Linked DNA regions of Mus musculus: region 2 is linked to region 1. A link is a contact called in public Hi-C data. All regions are on one chromosome and are shown on one strand. Each heading gives the region's core, a stretch centred on a gene start, on an enhancer-like site or on the middle of the called end of the contact. The rest is flanking DNA. Distances are from core to core; before and after follow the strand shown. Region 1 has its middle 34 kb from the start of Rdx. Region 2 has its middle 23 kb from the start of Mir6244.

Region 1 (2,969 bases), core at 261-2,760:
GTGATTCCCTGATTCAAGAAGAAAATGTCCAAGTATGATGGTTTGTACCTGTATTCTTTTTTTTTCTTTTTTATTGTTAGATATTTTCTTTATTACATTTCAAATGTTATCCCATTTCCTAGTTTCCCCTCCGAAAATCCCCTATCCCCTCCCCACTCCTCCTGCTTCCCAACCTACCCACTCCCAATCATGGTCCTGGCTTTGTACTTGCATTCTTGACCCCAGAGGCCAAAGCAGGAGGATTGCAGTGAGTTCAAGGCTATTTGGATTACTTAGTAAGCTATAGGGTGAGATGCAATCTACAAAACAAAGACAACAACCACAACAAAAGTAAGAGTAGGAAAAAGAACACTGGTTAAGACTGGTTTTCAGGAGACTCTTCTTTGATGTAAGGATGCTGCCATCACTAGCCCTACTATTGTAGGTTCTGCGCCCTCCCAACCCCCCTTAGAGGAGGCCTTGGAGGATGGGTGAGGATGAGCAGACTTCTATGTAGATCATTATCTTCCCATAGGAAAACAACCCTAAAACTTAGGATCCAATGGAAAGGGGTATACCAAATAACCAGTGGATTGCAAAATCAAACTCAGACTCTGACATTTCTTGGCAAAGAGAAGACAAAGTTCACGTGTGAACTGGATGATGAATTCGGACTAGAAACAGGGAGACACTAGAAACAGCCTACTGCAGTGTGACAGGAGAGGTTGGAATCTCTAGGTCGCCAATAAGCTTTCTAACCTAACCCATGCTGTGGTATGCAGTAACTGACCCTAGTGATAGGAGATAGGCAAGGGCAGGGCTCAGATCCGTTAGGGATGAAAGTGTAGGACACTCAAACAAGTAAAGAATGATGACCTGTAAAAGCACATTGAGAGGAAGATATCATTTTTGGTTGTTTCAGAGACTGCATCCAAGTGTTTGGCTTCTGAGTTCCAGCCTGGAAGTAGCAAGCAGGCTGACTAGTGTTAACTTGGTGTTTTATCTCCCTTTAAAGCACAAATTCTGTTCACATTTTAGAAAAGAAAGACAGATCCTCTTGCCTACTAAGAGTTCTGCAGAGGTTTATATCAGCAATATCTATCTTATCTCCAGCTCCCCTACCCCATGCCTCTTGATGCAGCTTTTCCGTTTTCTCCAACCCATGGTCCCTCAGTGCATTGGATGTTTCCACCTCCAGCCACCTGCCCCTGAGCCCTTCTCCCCACACTGTCACCCATGGTTCCTCACTTGTTGCCATGTGCCACTAGTCTCAAGATTGTCTCTGAGACTGACTGTTCTAAAACGTCTGTTACAAACCTTCTGAGGGAGCCAATGCTGTGGTCTAGAACACGTACAATATTAGCTTTTTTTTTTTTTCTTCAGTAGTACTATTTATGGAGGAGCTGCAAGGTCAAGCTAGCATCCAGGCCTGTGAGTTTAAAATCATCCGAATAACAAGCAATTAGCCCATTTTTACCTTTGGCTCTGGTCCATGTGACTCTCCCTTTCCTGCCCAAAGGGCAGAGGAAGGCCTCTGAGCACAGAGCAGGAGTCTGGGGCATTGTTCAGGATCCGCAGCTCCAGTGATAATTACGGCTTGGGGGGACTTGGTTTTTCAAGTGTTCTTCAGGTTTCCGTTTTTGTTTCAAATGTTAGTGACTCCTTTTCCCTAGGATAACCATTTGCCTAATGACCACACCATATAGCAAAAATGTGAGTTCTGGAAATTTCCCATTTCTTTTTTCTCAAAGATATCCTCTTCAGGAGGCCAGTGTTTAGTCACCATTGTCATCATGAATATATTTAACATGACAGGGTCACTGAGGGCTCAGGTCCTTTGGAAATGAAACTTGAGTCACTCCAATAAGAACCTCAAACAGCTATTGGGCAAGCCTCTATTTCAGACTGTCGCTATTTCCTCTTGAGTCTATTCCAATCTTCCTTCTACCTGGCCTGCCTGTCTAATAGGAATTATGATTCCATTGGGTATAGGGCTGTGCACATCCAGTGTTTTTTCTATCTAGTTGCTGATTGAGCCAGATTTTTAATACACATACCCAAAGCAACATAGGTACCACTGGGAAGCTACATTAAAGCTTGTGGGGTTAGGAGCTATTCTACACACTAAGAAGCAATTTACTAAAGATCCCTTTGTGGCAGGGGTAGGGGTGGGAGTGGGGAAGCTACTTTTTCCTCATCTTCAATTCAATTCTAGGAGGTTAGGCTGAGCAGGTCTGAGTGAGTAGGAATAACTAGGCAATCGCAGATATTACCTTTCCAAAAATCAATTTTATTGCCCGATTGAGCAGATGCAGGAATGGGCTCAACAGTACGAGCGCAGTTTTCTAGACACTAAAGTGTTTAATCTTCCTCTCAAGGACACAACTCATATGGCCAGACATAGTAGCTCATGTGTGTAGTCCTGGCACTCAGAAAGTAGAGGCTGGAAGGTTGCTAGTTCAAGGCCAGAATGGGCTAAATAGAAGACCATCTCAAAATACAAACAAAATAATACATACAGAACATACAGGAATATTCTCTTTCCCCCCATGATTTCTCTCAAAGTTCATTCTTTTATGTGAAATAATTATTACAACACACATGCTCTTAAACCTTGGGTTATAGTACACTTCCTGTACATGTTTACCTCATAGTTTTCAAACACGCACTACCTGACCCTCGCAAGTCAGTACTAAATATTTATCATAATGAGGGCCAGGTGTGGTGGTGCACATCTTTAATCCCAGAACTTGGGAGGCAGAGGCAAGAGGATTTTTTGTGAGCTGAAGGCCAGCCTGATCTATATATTAAGTTCCAGGACAGTCAGGACTAAATAGAGATACTACTTCAAAAGAAATCACAATAACATAGTGGCCTTTGATGAATTTACAGATTCCTTTCTTTTTTTTTTTTTTTTAATTTATTTTTTTTTTAATTTTTTTTCTTTCCATTTTTTATTAGGTATTTAGCTCATTTACATTTCCAATGCT
Region 2 (2,969 bases), core at 230-2,729, 78 kb after region 1:
ATTCAAACCCAGCTGATAACCCTGTCAAAAAGCATAGCCAGCAGTATGTGGATTACAGGAGAGTTTAGTGGACTTTTTGGTTGAATATTTATGGTCTGGTTTCGTGTTAAACCTTGTGTAAGGTGAAGTGTGTGGTTTTAATCGTTTCAAGGGAACAATGTTAGGTAGCGCCAGATTCTCATTGATATGTACCCATCACCACCATCTGTCTGCAGAGAACCATCTATGTTGAAGCTGTACCCACTCAATACAGCTCTTCCTAGTCCTTGGTAGCTACTATTGGTACTTTCTGTCTCTGAATTATGACGTTTTTAGGCACCCCATCAAGGTAAACCATACATATTTGTCCATTTGTGCCTGGCATACTTAGTGTATTTCACTTAATACAATATTCATATTTTACTGTGTTTTATTTCTTGTTGAGGTTGAATAAATGTCCCAGTTTATACCACCTTTTATCCATTTATTGGTCAGTTGGCATTTGAGTTTTTTCCACATTTTTACTAATGTTGCTGTGAAGTTTGCTATGAAAATGTTATATTACCTAAATGGAATTGCTAGATCATATGATAGTTCTATGATTAATTTAAAAAAAAAAACTCTCATACTATCTTTTCATAAGGAAGGAACAGAGTTGTGGAATTGACTATTAAGGCAGGTTCGCAGTCCCTTAAACTCATGTCAGTACTCCTGCTGCAGCCTCCTCCGAAGTTCTGGGATTACAGGCCACTCTATGCTTGACTTAGGAGGAGCAGATGGGAGGCGGTCTTAGACCTGAAAAGTGAATAGAAATTGAGTTGCCACACACTGACTGTAGGCCGCAGAGCCAGGAAGGGTGCTGCCAGGTGTCCACGCATCGGGGAAACATGCCAGGGGACATTGGTTTGACTCAAGGACGGTGGCTTTGATAACTAATGTTGCAATGCTACATTACTACACAGTGCAGAGGTTGAAGAAAGCCTGGAGTTGCATTCAGTAGTTAGCCTGCAGGAAGGCAGTGGCCCCGAGAAAGAGATTGTTGCTTCTTGGGAGCACATGGGAAAGACATGGGACGTGGCCGAACCTTTGCTGGGTGTAGCAATACTCTTTGTTTCTGCTTCTTTTCTAAAGGACCTGTTTTGGAACTCATAGGACCTTTTTCTGACTGTGTGACTTGTGGGAGGATTCCTGGTGAACTAGAGTTAAAGATTCTGGGTTCTAATCCAAGTCTAACAGTGTGCTGTACCGTGATTCTGACTACTGCGTTCATAGTTTTGAATCAGATCGCTTTGTCAGAGCACTTTTCTAGAATCAGAAATGGGTAACTTTGACTCCAGATATGGTTTTTTTTTTTAAACTGCTGACTAACTTTGGCTAATATCCACGTACTTTTCAATTCTTCCCTGTAGTTGAAAAACTGTTACTCAATATGGTACATATTACAGTAATTCTGTGCTCCCAGAGGACCCAAATGATCCCATGACTGGCAAGTGTTCATTAAACAGTCTCTGGAGACTAGAGAGCCAGCTTCAGGTCACTGTGAGGGGCCCTTGTCATCAAGACAGGACCCAGTGGTGATTATCTCAGACCTCACAGCTACGGTGATTTACTGGCTGCAGTGTCTTTGGTCAATCCATTCTGGAAATTTCCATAAGCCCAAGAGATCAAACTATATGTGCAGATATGTCAAGGCCCAGATAGACTTGGACACAGAACAGGCTGCCACCGCCTGTTCATAGCGAAGTATTCTGAGTTGAGGTTCAGAAGGCAGCATGTGACCAAGGAATATCATGCGGGGAAGTCGGAACCTTGGGGAGCAGCGACACAGTTGCCAAGCAGAGGAACATGGAGAGGGAAGAGCTCAAACCCTGCACAAGATTGACTCCCCTCAAGCTCTGGGGCCACAGATGGGGTGCTGTCATGAGGTGGCTGTAAAAGGACACTTGAAGTTACCATTTAGCTGAAGTGTACAGTGTTCTGGAAGGTTCTCATCGACCTTTGTGATCCTTAAGTCTCAGAGAGCAGGGGAGTGCTCTTTCTAACAGTCCTGGGTCATCTCCAAGGGCCTAAAGCTGACACTGCAGCAGAACTCCACCTGGCTCTCCTGCCCAAATCCACAGGCTTACCGCTAGTACAGTGGTGCTCACCCTGTGGGGTAAATATCCTCCATGTGGCACTTAAATGACTCTTACTAAATACTCTTGTTGGGACTGCTTACTAATGACAAGGCCTGGAGGAGTCACAGATGAGTTAAGAGTGCAGTCAGAGGAGGAAGCAGAGGAGCAGCGATAAGAGGCAAGCAGACAGATACAGTCAGTCTCCTGCTGCTGTCGGCTAGACTCCGGATGTCAGTGTGGTCACCCCTGATGCTCTGCCCTTAGGCAAAGCCTCGCTGGAGGCTATGGAGAGCTACTCTCCGTGGCAGTTTGCACGGAGGCGGCAGAGTATGACACTTCTGAGTCTCCCCCATGCTGGGACCAAGGGCATCATCTAGGTGGGCAGGGATTGAATCTGGGGACAGAGCCTGCTCTGGGGCTGGGTACAGGGCAGTGCTGAGTGGTGCTGAGCTGCCCTGAGGAGTCAAGGTAGAAGATTCAGACCTGTTGTGGAACTCCCGGAGGTCTTTGGTGGGGAAAGAACTTGCACGCATTCATTCAAATATTTTAGTGCTTAGAACCTTCCAGACACTGTATGCTAGCCATTCAGGACATCGTGACGTAAGTCCTTGCCCTAAGACCTCACTTTCTGATCGAAAAGCAAAGGGCTTCAGTAAGCAAAATTTAGGCACTACACATTTCTGCACTGGATTTAATTGTGCGACGTGGCCAGGATTCAACAATCCTTGAGCTGTTTTTTTCCACTTAACCTCTGAAAGCGTAAGACTGACTTAGGATAAGCGTTGGGCCTGATAGTCAGGGTTTAGAAGGTCATGAGGATCCCTTGGAAGGTCCCCATGAAGAGAGGTGGTGTGGAAGTTGTCAGCTGAAGGA

What was found. Hi-C and Micro-C count contacts between places; a contact is called where the count stands out from the background.
Region 2: a contact with region 1 is called in a Hi-C map of liver, with 2.1 times the contacts expected there. The contact joins two enhancer-like sites. A contact is called at or near these places in 8 of 39 promoter capture datasets (the 3T3-L1 cell line, 3T3-L1-derived adipocytes, cranial neural crest and 4 more), 2 of 15 datasets of contacts at CTCF or cohesin (CD8 T cells and large pre-B cells), 3 of 484 Hi-C or Micro-C datasets (liver, nephron progenitors and pre-pro-B cells), 2 of 115 datasets of contacts at active chromatin or transcription factors (CD8 T cells and heart atrium) and 1 of 9 other capture datasets (liver).

What each region holds. Positions count from the first base shown.
Region 1 is chr9:52,012,616-52,015,584 of GRCm38.p6, forward strand. It overlaps the pseudogene Gm6981. Among named protein-coding and RNA genes, the nearest start is that of Rdx, 34 kb to the right of the region's middle. Within about 2 kb of position 1,511, at least 10 of the 459 cell types and tissues checked have an H3K27ac peak or open chromatin away from gene starts, as enhancers often do. A contact at or near this core is called in liver, where this site is marked.
Region 2 is chr9:52,091,087-52,094,055 of GRCm38.p6, forward strand. No RefSeq gene overlaps it. Among named protein-coding and RNA genes, the nearest start is that of Mir6244, 23 kb to the right of the region's middle. Within about 2 kb of position 1,480, at least 40 of the 459 cell types and tissues checked have an H3K27ac peak or open chromatin away from gene starts, as enhancers often do. A contact at or near this core is called in liver, where this site is marked.